Linked DNA regions of Sus scrofa: all the other regions are linked to region 1. The links are chromatin contacts, called in public Hi-C maps. All regions are on one chromosome and are shown on one strand. Each heading gives the region's core, a stretch centred on a gene start, on an enhancer-like site or on the middle of the called end of the contact. The rest is flanking DNA. Distances are from core to core; before and after follow the strand shown. Region 1 holds the start of FARP2 (FERM, RhoGEF and pleckstrin domain-containing protein 2). Region 2 holds the start of DTYMK (thymidylate kinase). Region 3 holds the start of PPP1R7 (protein phosphatase 1 regulatory subunit 7).

Region 1 (4,419 bases), core at 1,111-3,610:
GGTTTGGGTGTTGATGCCCTACGCTAGTGAACGCTGTTCAGCAGAGGGGCTGGGGCAGCATTTGAAAGTGGTCAGCGTGAGCCCTGTCCTGTCGGACGACTCCCTCCTGCGCACAGCTGCCGCCTAATGGAGATGCAGGGGTGGGCCTGCCCTGTTAGACTTTCAGATTCCCGTTTGTCTGCTGCCCAAATCTAAGTAAATACTCTTGCTAATAGATAATTGCTCTTTTACTAAGGGATAATCTTTACCTATGAAAGTGTATTTTGAAAACTTATTTTACACAGCAATTTTGTATCCATTGAAACTAACCTTTTATCAATAAAGCACTATTGTTTAGATACTGAGAATTTCTCATTGTTGGCTCTTTTTTTTTTTTTTTTTCTTTTTAAGGCCGTACCTGCAGCATATGGAGGTTCCCAGGCTAGGGGTCCAATCAGAGGTGTAGCTGCCGGCCTGCGCCACAGCCTCAGCAATGTCAGATCCCCAACCCACTGAACAGGGCCAGGGATCCAACCCGAATCCTCATGGATACTAGTCGGATTCATTTCCACTTTGCCACGAAGGGAACTTCTCGTTATAAAGATGGAGGGTCTTCTGGGAAAGAGTCAAGGAAAGCCCTGCTTTTCTTGTGTATTAAAATCAAGGGGGGGAGTTCCCGCTGTGTCATAGTGGAGTAGGAATATGACTGCAGCAGCTTGGATGACCGCCAAAGCTAGGGCTCAGTCTGTGGCCTGCAGCAGTGAGTTAAAGAACCTGGTGTAGGTCTGAGCCCCAGCTTTGATCCCTGGCCCAGGAACTTCATATGTTGGGGGGGGGGTGTGGAGGAATTTGTACCAACAGTACCAACACCTCTGTACTGGTGATCCCAAACCCCAAAGAGCATGCCATCAAGACTGGAAAGGAATCATTTCCAGGAAGAACGATAAAAATTAGCACTGGTGAGTTCAGTGACTTCTACCCACAGAATACAAAATTTATCTCATTCACTGTAGTTAGAACTATTAAGAAATTTTGAATGTGCCGCAGGTACAGTCCTAAAAAGCAATCAGTCAAAGCAAGCATGAAGGGGTTCCCACTGTGCACAGTGGAGTAATGATCCGGCTTCTCTCTGTGGCATTGGTGGGTTCAATCCCTGTCCTGAACACAGTGGATTAAGGATCTGGCCTCGCCGCAGCTATGGCGTAGGTCACAGATGCAGCTCAAATTCCATATCTGGTTTGAGAACTTCCATATGCCTTGGGTGTAGCCAAAAACAGAAAAATAAAAAATGGAAATGATTTTTTTGAGAAGCTGGTCTGCAGCCCTATCTGAATGGCCAGGCGGCCCTCTGGCTGCCCACTGCACTGACCACCCTAGGACAGTTTGGGCCCCCTTCCTTCCTGGTAGTTGTCTGCCTAGACTCCTGGAGAGTGAGGTCCCGGCTGTGCAGGTCCCCTCTCCAGCATTACACCCCGCAGTGTCGCCTCTCTGACCAGGTTCTCCGCTGCGGCACCCCGCTGGCACGAAGCATCTGTCCAGGGTCTTGCCCTAGGGGCAGTGAGAACAGTGCCTGGGTTCTGACATAGGCGCTGGCGCTGGTGTCCCTGGGGGCCGGTTAGAGGAAAAGCCTGGAGGGAGCGGTGGCCGAAAGGGATGCTCTACAGAGGCTCTGACCCTCCCACCTCTGGGTGAGGAGTCTGGGCCTTGCTGAAGCTAGACTCCAGGTTTGGTCCGGATCCATCCTGGATTTACTCCCTAGGGCAGCCGCGCGGGGGCGCCCCTGACCGGGCGCGTAGACCGCGGCGGGTGCCAAGACCGGGGCAAGCCGAACCGAGTCTTGAAGAGTGCATAGGAGTTCACTGAGTCCGTAGAAGGCGCGGGCTCGGCGTGGTGTCGTGTTTCCATTCCCGGGTGGAGGTCGCGAGGCTAGAGGAGGACCGCGAAGGCTTGGAGGGCCGTGGGCCTCCCCAGCAGGGCCTGTTTCCGCCGCAGCACATCCTCGCTTGGCACCCAGTGCCTCCAGGCCACGGCCTCAGTAGCCCCAGGAGGAGCGCAATTGCCAGGTGTGGCGGCAACCGGAAGACGAGCAGCTGGCGCGGAGGGAGCTGGCAAAGGGAACCCGCCCCTCCCCAGCGCCCCGCCCCGCCCCCCCCAGCGCCCCGCCCCGCCCCGAGCGGCCCCGCCCCGCCCCAGCGCCCCGCCCCGCCCCGAGCGAGGCCCCGCCCTGCGAGCAGAGGCGGTGCTGCATTGCGTTCGACTCCTTTTGTCCCCTCTCGCCCTGCCCCCTCCGGTCCGTTCACCAATCAGAACTCCGTGCCTCGCTTTCTGGTCGCTGGCCCCGGAGGCCCCGCCCCAGAAGCCCCCAGGCCAATCGGAGCTGCGTCCGCGGGGGCGGGGGCGGGGCCCAGGGCGGCCGGTTGGGGACCCGGCGCGCGGCGCGGGGGCGGCCCGCTAGTTGTCGGGAGCGGGCGGAGCCGCCGCGAGACCCGGGGGCCTCTGCAGGCGACGGCGCGGCTGGGCCGCGGGTAAGGACGCCGGGCTGCAGGCGGACAGGGTCCAGGCTGCGCCTCGCGACACGGGTGGTGGAGGCCGCGGGCCGAGGCCCCAGGCAAGGCGGGCGCCTCCAGACGGCAGTCGTCCAGGGGAGTCCACACCCCGGCTTGGAAGGCCTCCTCGGGCGGCGGGCCCCGTGCGAGGAGGGCCGTGTGTGGGGAGCCTGCCTGTTGGAGGCCTGGAATGGGCGGTGAGGGTCTCGCGTGGAGGCCCAAAGTGGGCTGGGGGTCCCGCGTGGAGGCCCGGGCGTGGGCAGAGAGGGTCCCGAGTGGAGGCCCGGAGTGGGCTGGGTGTCCGGCGTGGAGGCCTGGCAGTGGGAGGGTAGGGTCTCGCGTGGAGGCCCGGGAGTGGGCTCTGGGGCCCGGGCGTGGGCAGGGAGGGTCCCGCGTGGGCTGAGGGTCCGGCGTGGAGGGTCCCGCGTGGAGGCCGGGGTGTGGGCGGGGAGGCTCCGGCGGGGAGGCTGGGGCGGAGGCACAGGTGGAAGCTCTGTCCGCGGTGTGACCACGCCTTTTTCGACCGTTCCTTAATTTCGCGTTACCGCTGGGAATCCGCATCAGGTGTTAATGGTTTCACTCCTTGAAGCCTAGGAAGCCGCTTAAGGCTGGGAGGAGCCTCTAGAGAAAATCGTGAAAGCTGGGGCCGGAATCAGACCGGAGCATCGTTTACTCTGGTGGCAGCAGCCTCTGATGGCCTTGCTTGGACTGATCAGTCATTGCTGTGAAAAACAAATCCAAACAAGGCACGTGGAAGGAAATAACTCAGTCCACAGCGAAAGGATGGGAAGATTTTTCTGGGGTGGTTTTTCTCTTTAGATTCTGTGAGGGAGCGTTGGGCTGACCTTGTGCAGATGTTCGCTCACCTCAGGAGTGCTGGGCTGAGGGCTGGCTGAACGCAGACTGTTACAGCAGACGGCACCATCCTCTCCTGCCAGAGAGATGGGAGGGGACGTTTGAGGTCCACAGGCCTGGAGTGACCCGTACTTAATAGGCCAAATCTAATGTCAGTTTTCTGTATCTCCTGGGGTTTTGCTTTTTTTTTTTTTAATGCGTTCCTTACACCAGTAGACATAGGTCGTTGTGAAGCCCTTCCTACTGGTTCTTTTTCTGGTTCTCAGCTCTCCCCATTTGGAAGCAGAGGAAGTGGAGTTGATATCGGAGAGGCAGCAGTGAGTGATGGCTTGAAGCGAGATCCCAGTTCTCTGCTCAGGATTGATCCTGGGCAGCCTGGATGAAAACCAGGAACCCTATCCACTAGACTGGCCGAGGCCAAAAGCAGAATTGCCCTGATTCTTGTTCCCATTGAAAGCAAGACTGTTTCAAGGAGGCAAGGGGTGTAGAGTTTATTGTTAGCGTCACAGGACAACATGGGGAGAGACAGAAACACAGAGCCTTGGGCTGTGTGTCTAGGGCGGAAGCAAAGCCGTCATCGCTCCCAAAGGAGGAGTGAGGGTGCGGGCGTCCCCCTGGACGAGGAGCGAGCCACTTCTGTGGGACCGTTCTTCCCGGCCTTTGCCGTTGGCCCACTGCCTTGTTTTATCTTTCACACCCGACCAGACCCGGGGTCCTCCCCGACCTGCGTGCCCATCTCTCGACCAAGATGGAGGCCGGAGCAGAGCATGGCGGGAGGTTACCCAGACTCCTTATGGCCTGGCGCCCCCTCCCCTTCTGACCCAGAGGGGCTCTCTGCGCATGTGTGGTTGGGGTCTCCCTGCCCTGAGGATGGGGAGGACGTGGCCTCTTTGTTCTGCCCGGCAGGGCTCAGCCCCTCTCCTGATCCTATCATCATCTTTGTTTATCAAGGGCACAGAAGACAAGTGCCCGTCATTTGCCTTGTGCCTGTTGTTATTTCTGTCTTGCAGTATAGACAGGTGGCTGGTCGTGAATGTCT
Region 2 (4,419 bases), core at 1,393-3,892, 200 kb after region 1:
AGGCCAGAATTTAGGCAGTGGCGTTTGCACGGTTTTTCACTTTAAATTGGGCTGATATTACTCTTCTGTAAACCCAAAAAGTCACAACATTTATGTCAATAAATTGCAGATGTATTAGAGTATCGATACAGTCATTTTCATCTAACACGTGGGATGGGAAAGGCCTTTCTACACCGGACACGAGCTAAGCTGGAGGGAGGAGCCGGGCCAGGTGCAGGCACACAGTTCAGCCCAGAGCCGGGAGGGGAAGAGGCCGAGATGGCAGGCAGCTGGGGAGCAAGTCCAGTGCCTGTGGCAGGACCCCATTTACCCATCTTAAAGGGACACACACGTGTGTGAATGTTAACAAAAGCATCTGAGCGCTCACGCCACAGGCACTGCCTAAAGCTGCGCTGGGAAGAGGGGACGTAACAGAAAGGGGATGGGAGAGGTCGCACACGGTCAGCTCCCCTTAGCGAAGGTTCACGACCGACATGCATAAACGGGGACGAGCTGCCTTTTCAATCAGCTTTTCTGTGTTATCTAAAACCACCTGAAAATAAAGTCTATGAATTACAAGGGGGGAGAGCACTGACGAGTGCTTGCTGGGATCTGGGAGTCAAAGAACCTTGTGAAGGTACCGCCTCCAGCGTCACTCTCAACACCATTCAGAAACAAGACCTGCGTCCACTGACTCCTAAGGAGGCACCACAGGGGGAGGGCAGCCAAGGGCAAGGTGTTTACACGTGTTCCCAGCGGTTTGCGGAGAAAAGCAGGTGCACGGAGTGATCCTCCACCTCGCTTTTCTTTTCCAAGTAGGAAGCCAGGAGCTTGCCAATTTCAGTTGACCTCTCTAAAATAAAAAACACAAAAAAGTGAGGTTAGGCTTTCCATCTGCTTGAATAGTTTGTGCCAAACTTCCAGCCCTGAATCAAGAGGGAACTGAGTTCCTAGTTTCTTGTTGTTGTTTTGTTTTTTGTTTTTTGTTTTTTTTTTTTTTTGCGTTTTAGGGCCAAAGGTGTGGCATATGGGTTCCCAGGCTAGGGGTCAAATTGGAGCTGTAGCCGCTGGCCTACACCACAGCCACAGCAATGTGGGATCTGAGCTACGTCTGCGACCTACACCACAGCTCACAGCAACACCAGATTCTTAACCCACTGAGCGAGGCCAGGGATGGAACCTGCATCCTCATGGATACTAGTCAGGTTCATTTCCGCTGAGCCACAACGGAAACTCTGAACTTAGTTTCATTTTACAGCTTTAGATTCAGACTCAGACCTCAAGAAAGGGCAGCAGTGGGCAGATACGCTGGGCTGAAAGATGCTTTAGGAAGAAGGAACTCAGGCAGAAAGGAGCAACTGCAAAAATGCCAACAAGCTGACCAGACTGCGAACCAAAAAAGGTCAATCATAGTGCCTATACCTGTACATCAACCAACACAGGACTGTGTGGCACTGTATGTACTAATTGAAAAAAATCTGTAAGTGGACCAGCACAGTTCAAACCTCTGTTGTTCAAGAGTAAACTGGGTAAGATTTGCAGACTGGCTGGCCTAAAGATTAAAATGATAAGTATCTATAGTTCTCCTGTGGTGCAGTGGCTTAGAGATCTGGTGTTGTCACTGTAGCAGCTTGGGTGGCTGCTGTGGTGCAGGTTCCATCCTTGGTCTTAGTCTTTCCACAGGCCATGAAAACCAAAAAAAAAAAATCAGTAAATAGAAAAAAATGATAAATACTCAAAAAGCATTTTCAGAGTTCCCATTGTGGCTCAGAGTGTTAAGAACATGACAGTGTTGGTGAGGGTGCAGGTTTGATCCCTAGCCTTGCTCAGTGGGTAAAGGATCTGGTGTTGCTGCAAACTGCAAACTGCAGCATAGGCTACAGACGTGCAGCTCAGATCCGGTGTCCATGTGGCTGTGGCCCAGGTCGCAGATGCGGCTCAGATGCCGTGTGGCTGTGGTGTAAGCCATGGCTACAGCTCCAATTTGACCCCTAGCCAGGCAACTTCCATATGCCACAGGTGCAACCCTAAAACATATATATATATACACATACATATGGGCAAACAAAGCTAGTCAAACAAAACAGAGACTTGGATTACAGACAGCACCAGGAGACTTCTAGGGGTGATGGATACAGTCATTATCTTGACTGTAAAGATGGTTTCCTGGGTGTACACGTGTATCAAGACCCACTAAACACGTAGCATCAGAGCTACGCAAAAATAGAAGCACAGATGCATCCCGCTGAATGACAGGAACCAGGGCCGGCTCACAGGGCGCACATGGACGGCAGCCCCGCGCTCGGAGCTCCCCACCAGCAGACGGACAGCGAGCGCGTGTGCAGCAGCACTAGACTTCGCTCCTCCGTCCTCGGGTGCCCGCGAAGCCCGCGGGCCCCGCCCCCACCCAGGGTCCTCCCTTGGCCCCCGGCCTCCCGGAGCCCGGCGCGCCCACCCGGGAAGCGCAGGAGCTCGGCGCGGTGGCCCGCGGCGCACAGCGCGTCCACCAGCTTGCGGCTCTGCGTGCTCTTCCCCGCGCGGTCCACACCCTCCAGTACGATGAGAGCCCCGCGCCGGCCCGCCATCTCCGCGCCTTCCCGCCGCTGCCGCCGCCTCGCGTCGCCGCGTCGCCGCACCGCCCGGACCTCCCATTGGCCGACGTCCGCGGTGCGCGCCGGGATTGGCTCAGGTGGGACGGCGCCCAGGACGTGCGTTGAGATTGGCTGAGATTTTCTGGCGTCCCCGGCGCGCATTGGGATTGGCTCAGGTAGGACGGCGTCCGGGACGCGCTCTAGGATTGGCTAAAATGTTCTGGCGTCTGAAGCGCGCGCTAGGATTGGCTGCGATCTTCTGGCGTGCGGGGCGCGCGCTGGGATTGGCTGGGACAAGTCCGGCAGAGGCGGGGCGCCGTGTCGGGGTCGTGGGCGCTGGGTGGCGGGAACCCGGCGTGTGCGTTTGACCACGCTACGCTCGGAGCCTGCCTGTCGCCCTCAGGAATTGGCACCTGGGGGGCGGAAAGTTTGAGGGCGCGTGGTCCCGCGCCCAGAAGGCGCTCGGGATGTCTTGCCCCTGTTGTCTTCAGGCCGTGTGTTTCCCTCCCGTCAGGCCGGTCCCTAGTGTCCTCGGAACCTCGCGGCCGCCCGGCGGCGCCTCCCCGAATGCCGTCCCAGTGGGGGTCTTTCCTCAAGGCGGGGCTTTGGGGCGGAAAGCAACTTGAGGCCCGTAAGAAGCTAGAACGGCCTTTCCGGAACGTGGAACGTCTGAGTTTGCCACGGAGAGGCGCTCGTGTGGAACTGGAGGCGGTAGAAACTTGGCAGCCCTGGGATTCTGGGCTCTGCCCGCCAGGGAGCCTTTGAGAACCTCCGGACCTACCCTCCCCAGTGCATCCCGTGCTGTGCCACGCCCTGTGTCGCCGCGACCCACCATACCTTTGGTAGCTTTATGCTTTCCCGGTTGACCCTTTCTTGATTTAGTTTGAGGTTCTGGAAGGGCGATAGAATCTGTTACTCCCGGTTAATTGGCTTCCTTCTTTGGTGTGGAGCTTGGCGGTGTAACCAGAGCTGACTTTCAAGCACAACTTTTAAAATCGTCTGTGAGGTTCCCTGCACCCCCTCCTAACCCCAGTGAGAGAACAGCATGTGCACAATTAGGTTGCTGTTTCATCCCAGATCCTGGAATGAAGACGCACCGCCCAGCTGCAGCCCCAGTAAGAAATAAGCAGCTGTGATTCTGAGTCTCCTGAGATGCAGTGCTTTTTGTTACTGCAGTGTAACCTGGTGGAAGATCAAGGTACTGATGTTGCTTTCGTCTGATCAATATATCTTGTTCTAAAATGTCCATCTCCTTGCCTTCAAGAGGAGGAAGGGATTAAGTGCTGGAGATGGGCACTTGCCATCTGCCTGTACAAGGAGTGACTGGTGAGTCACTGCACCTGCTGACCCTCATCCGCTGGAAGAGCTCGGGGTGAGAGCAGGAGCGAGGCTCTCAGTGCCCTAGGAGAACTGGCAGAACAGGCCTTCAGACAGGTACTTTCAGGAGAGGATTTTATGAGCCCAATCATTGCATCTCCTTGTATCTGGAAAAGCACTGAAATCCTTCATGGTGGTGACTGCTCCTCATGACAAGCAGTGACCTTCACGACGCTGGCAGTTAACTTCTGTAAAATGTGTGTGTGCTTGTACCTCCCCCTTCGCCCAAATCTCATGTATGCTGACGTTCCGCCTACCTCTCGAGTGGTATTTCAGAACTTTCTCAAATGCTGCCTCCTGGGCTATAGTCCTCATTTTGCCCCAAATAAAACTGAACTGTCAACTTTTAAGTTGTGCATGTCTTTAAGTCGACAGAATACTGTGGAAGAGAAGCCCCGTGGGGTTGGGCAAATCATCTGTGGGATGAGCCTACCAGGAAGAAAAGGAAACAGGTGCAGTACATCAGCTTGTA
Region 3 (4,419 bases), core at 801-3,300, 140 kb before region 1:
TCGTTGATCCTAGAGAGCCTCCCGGAAAGGCAGCTGGGATTCGCCCCCGCTGGGACCCTGGCTGCAACCATTTCTGCAACCTTGCTCCACAGTGCTGACACCAGGGCTGGCAGGCACCATTCTGGAAGCCTCCCCCGGTCTCTAAGCACCCAGGGTTGGGCCCAGCCCACCAATGTGCCCACAGTAACCTCACCAGGCTGGGCCTCCCAGCCAGCTGGGCTGGGGCCAGTTCCACATACCAGCAATGCTGGGCCTCAGCTCCACCTCGACGCAAGAGCACACACAGCCCACATAGGGAACAGCCTGAAGCATCTGGCTCTGGGGGCCGCAGAGGAGCGCGCTGCTGAGCCCACAGAACCCCTCCGACAAAAGCCCACTGCCCCAGGGCTGAGGGGCATAACCAAACGACCTCATACAAAGAGATAACCACAGAGATTAGGCAAAATGAGAAGATGGCGGAAAATGTTCCAAATGAAAGAGCAAGAACCAAACTAAGCGAAGACAAGTCATCTAAGCGATAGGAGAGCCCAAGGTAACGATCACAGATGTCAGGAGAACAGGTGAGCGCCGTGAGAACGTCCAGAGTTACAAGGCACACGGAAGAAGCAATGAGAACGAAAGAATACAGCAACTGAAAAATACACTAGAAGGGATCAACGGTAGGAACTCTCTGGTGGTCTAGCCAGTTAAGGATGCGGCGTTGTCACTGCCCGGAATCGGGTTCGACCCCTGACCCGGGAACTTCCGCGTGCGGTGCGCGCGGCCAGAAAGAAAAAAAAGGCGCGGGTGAGCAGGTTGAAGACAAAGGCCAGAGAGGTAGCGGGCTCACGCTTTCACCCCGCGCTGCGCGGAAGAGCTCCGTGCCGCGCGTTCTCCCGGGGCCCACCTTCCAGCGGGGACGAGGGCACCCAGCCCCTCCGAGGGTGAGGATAGTGCGGGGGGCGTGTGGCCCCAGGACCTGCCGCGGCGCGGATGGCGGCAAACGGCCGCAAGGCGGCAAGCGGGCCTCCAGCCGGCCGGACCGCACGGAGGGAAGGCGGGCGGCGCGGGGCGCGGGCCGGCTCTCAGCGCACGCTTCTCACCGAAGGCCGGAGAGTCACCCGCCGAGTTCGCTTCACCCGCCAAGAAGGAACCGATCCGCGCCTCCTGCCCCGCCAGCCAATGGCAGGGCGGCCGGCGCCAAACGGCAGTCCCCACGGGCCAACCCCTGGCGCCGGTGGGCGGGACCCAGCGAGCGAGCCGAGACGCGCGCGACAACGGTTGCTAGGGACGCACCGGAGGCCTACGGCGCCTCGGAGGAGCCAAAGGGGCTGCGCCTCCACCTGCGCAGTCCGCGGACGCCGTGCTTCTGGCCTCAGGATTGAGGCGGTGAACAGAGCGGAGCTTGCCTCCCACAGGCGTCGGCCTGAAGGCAGGGCGCGCAAGGCGGCTCCTTCACGGCCCATGCTGCCTGCGGGGCCGGGGACTGACGGCGCTGTGGGGCCCGCAGTGGCTGGGTCGGCGTCCCGGGCCCCGACCTGCTCTCCAACCCCGCGTGCGGAAGGTCCCGGCTCCGGAACGAGTACAGGCGCACTGAGCTGTGCGTTAGCTGGAAGCGGCCCCTTCACACGGGCCAACTCCGCGCAGCGACGTTGGGACAAAGTCTGCCCATTGTGCAGACGCAGCCACTGAGACCCAGCGGGGCCGGTTCGCACTCGATTGACCCTCACTTTGCAGCCCCACGCAGGGACCCGCCCCTCCGTATCCAGCCACCAGCCCACGAGCGCGGATCGCCTCCCAGACTCCTCCCGCTCGCCTGCAGGCTCAGCTCCATGCGTCCGGCCCCGACTGCACCTGCCTTTTTCCCGCTCCTCGCTTCCAGAGCCTCCCCGGCACTAATCAGCTGCCTGCCGGGAGGTGAGGCTGGCTGCGGGGGGGCTGAGGATGGGCGCGGCCTCGCAGGAGGACTACAACTCCCATGAGACTCTGGGGCCGCGCAAAGCGCGTGGGACTCCATTGGCTGGGAAAGCTCTGAGCTGGGAGCCCTGATTGGCTGAGGGGCCTGAGGCGACAGATTCCGGAAAGGGGGAGAGCAGCGAACATGGCGGCGGAGCGCGGCACGGGCCAGCAACAGTCGCAGGAGATGATGGAGGGTGAGTGGCCTCGCGGGGCGGCGACCGAAGGGCCCAGCGGGTGGGGGCGGCGGCCCGTACCGGACTTGCCCGAGAGAAACGGGGCGGCGCGCTTCCGGCCGCGGCTTGGGCCCCGCAGCGCGCGCCGTCTGACATCTGCCAGCCGGCAGGGCGGGGGCGGCCCCGGACCTGGGGACCCCGGGCAGAGGCGTAGCGGGCGGCTGGGGAAGTGCCCAACCCAGAGCCAGGGGCGAGAGGCGGGGCGAGCCGGGCGCGTGGGAGGGGACTGAGGGCGCGGTGGTCCCGCAGCCCCGGCGTCGGCCAGCCCGAGGGAGCCTCCCACCGGATCTCTTGAGCCTGACTCGCGAGCCAGGTCCCCCGGCAGCTGACGATGAAACCGGGCACGGGGCTCCCTGGGACCTGCCCGAGTCAGCGTGGCGGGGCTGGAGGAGGGTCCTCGACAGCCCGTGGGTTGTGGGGAAGGGGTGACAAGGAGCCAAGAGTCGAGTTTTAGAATCGACAGCTTTCTGTTTCCAAAGCTATCATAGTTCAAAAAAAACCTACATTTCAACTTTTTTGCTTTGTTGAAAAAAATTATTTGCGTATTGTGTATGCATGTAATTACCTACACACACTTAACCCCGACCCGGAGAGTCAGCGGTGTCTTTGGGTGCTTACACACGGGCGTCCGCAGCTTTCCCAAGAGCAGCCGCTGTCTCGTGTGTGAGGTGCTAGCTAGGGAAGGAAGGGTGGGGAGCCGAGGGGAAAACAGGAAGGCTTGGCATGCTTGGGAGTGGAGGCTGCACAACCAAGGCCCGCTCTTCGCTGAACCTAGAAGGCTAACTGCAAGTCAGCCAGGTTGTGGATAGGCTGCGGGACAGATCATAGATCCTTTCAGGTGAGGGAAGCCGCTTGGATGAGGGCAAGAGGGTGTGAGAGAATGTGACCCGTTTGGAGGAGCGCACAGTCATATTGAGTGGGGGAGGGTGCCAGCGACGCTGGCCAGAGCCGTCCTGGAAGGGGGCACACGTGAAAGGTCATGGACTTTGAGGCGTTTAGATCTTTTGAGGCAAGGAAGCACCGCTTCTCATCCCCCTTCTTCCCACCTCCCACCTCCCTGGGCTTCCTCTTCACCTGTTTCCTTGTCTTGGTAAATGGCAAATGGCAACCCTAGCAGTTCTCTCTCTCCTGCTCCCACCCATGCGATTAATCACCTCCTTAATGTCTCCAAATGTTCACTACCGCTCCCATTCCTACGGCCCATACCTTGAGCCCGTCCCAAGTCTCCTTGTGTGCTGATCTGCTGTCCCTTGCCCTGCCCCTCAGGATAGTCCCAAGGTTCACTTTGGCTGCCCTTCATTTGCTAAGCCCCGCCCGCCCTGGGCTCAGCCACGCCAGACCATCGTCCAGGAGAACTTGCTGCCCCTTAGCCTTGACCACAGAGTGCCCTGTGCCTGCTAACAGCTAACCTATTAAATGTCTACACGTGTGTCTTGCACATGTTTCGTGCCTGATAGCAGCTCCGAAATGCAAGGGCTGTACCACCTCCTTCTACAGACAAGGGGACTGAAGAAGGAGAAGGAAAAAAGACGCCAAAGCCATGTCTGCCGGGCAAGATGCAAACGCAGGAAGAGCCCTGGCACTCCAGAAATTGTTGGAGTCAAAGATCAGATTTGGATTTTAGAATCAGAGCATTCTCTAGCAATGGAGAATAGATTAAACAGAGCGAGACAAGCCACCGAGAGACCAGTTGGGAGCCCAGGCCCCAGGTCATGAGCAGCTGATCCAAGGCAGCTGTCAGGGCAGGGAGAAGGGATGGCCTGGGAGGTTCGAGGGCTGGCTTTCGTTAGGACGTGCCCACAGTCCTTTCCTGGGTGCTGATTTGCTAGGCCCGGCAGGAGAGGCAAAGATGAAACAGAGCTTCCTTTCCCTCAAGGAGCACACCCTCTGTAGCTAAGTTCTTGTCGAAGAGGAGAGTGGACGTCCAGGGTGGGCGAGGAGTCCAGGGCATCTGTTAGTGCTCCAGGTCTTCCAAACAGGCATCTGGAAGAGGCTGCAAAGAAAGTTAGGAAAAAGGAAAATTATCTGACAGTCTTGCCAAAGGCTTTTTAGGAGTCTGCCTCATCTAGCCGTTGCCTGATTTATTCATTCACAAAATATTTATTTATCAGCCTTCCGAAACTCTGTGCTGGTATCACGGTGCCCTGACACTCAGCGTCAGTGACCTTCCTGGGGCATTTGCACCTCTGGCTGTCTTCTCCTTTTTCATAGAGCTCCCCCTGCCCACAGTCTGATTTGAGTTAGTCTT

Evidence for each region. A called contact is a pair of places that touch in the nucleus more often than the background predicts.
Region 2: a contact with region 1 is called in a Hi-C map of liver, with 9 times the contacts expected there. The contact joins the promoter of DTYMK here to the promoter of FARP2 in region 1. A contact is called at or near these places in 1 of 5 promoter capture datasets (liver) and 3 of 47 Hi-C or Micro-C datasets (embryonic fibroblasts, heart right ventricle and liver).
Region 3: a Hi-C map of liver shows a contact between it and region 1, with 4 times the contacts expected there. The contact joins the promoter of PPP1R7 here to the promoter of FARP2 in region 1. A contact is called at or near these places in 3 of 47 Hi-C or Micro-C datasets (brain, heart right ventricle and liver).

What each region holds. Positions count from the first base shown.
Region 1 is chr15:140,057,945-140,062,363 of Sscrofa11.1, forward strand. It overlaps FARP2 (FERM, RhoGEF and pleckstrin domain-containing protein 2), which reads left to right and starts at 2,361. Exons shown (of 27, transcript XR_002339387.1): 1 at 2,361-2,504. It overlaps SEPT2 (septin 2), which reads left to right. Exons shown (of 13, transcript NM_001243793.1): 13 at 1-347.
Region 2 is chr15:140,253,161-140,257,579 of Sscrofa11.1, forward strand. DTYMK (thymidylate kinase) reads right to left here and starts at 2,643. Exons shown (of 5, transcript XM_021076414.1): 1 at 2,435-2,643; 2 at 724-832. The coding sequence starts at 2,564.
Region 3 is chr15:139,915,959-139,920,377 of Sscrofa11.1, forward strand. PPP1R7 (protein phosphatase 1 regulatory subunit 7) reads left to right here and starts at 2,051. Exons shown (of 10, transcript NM_001243902.1): 1 at 2,051-2,132. The coding sequence starts at 2,081. It also overlaps a transcript of PASK not described here.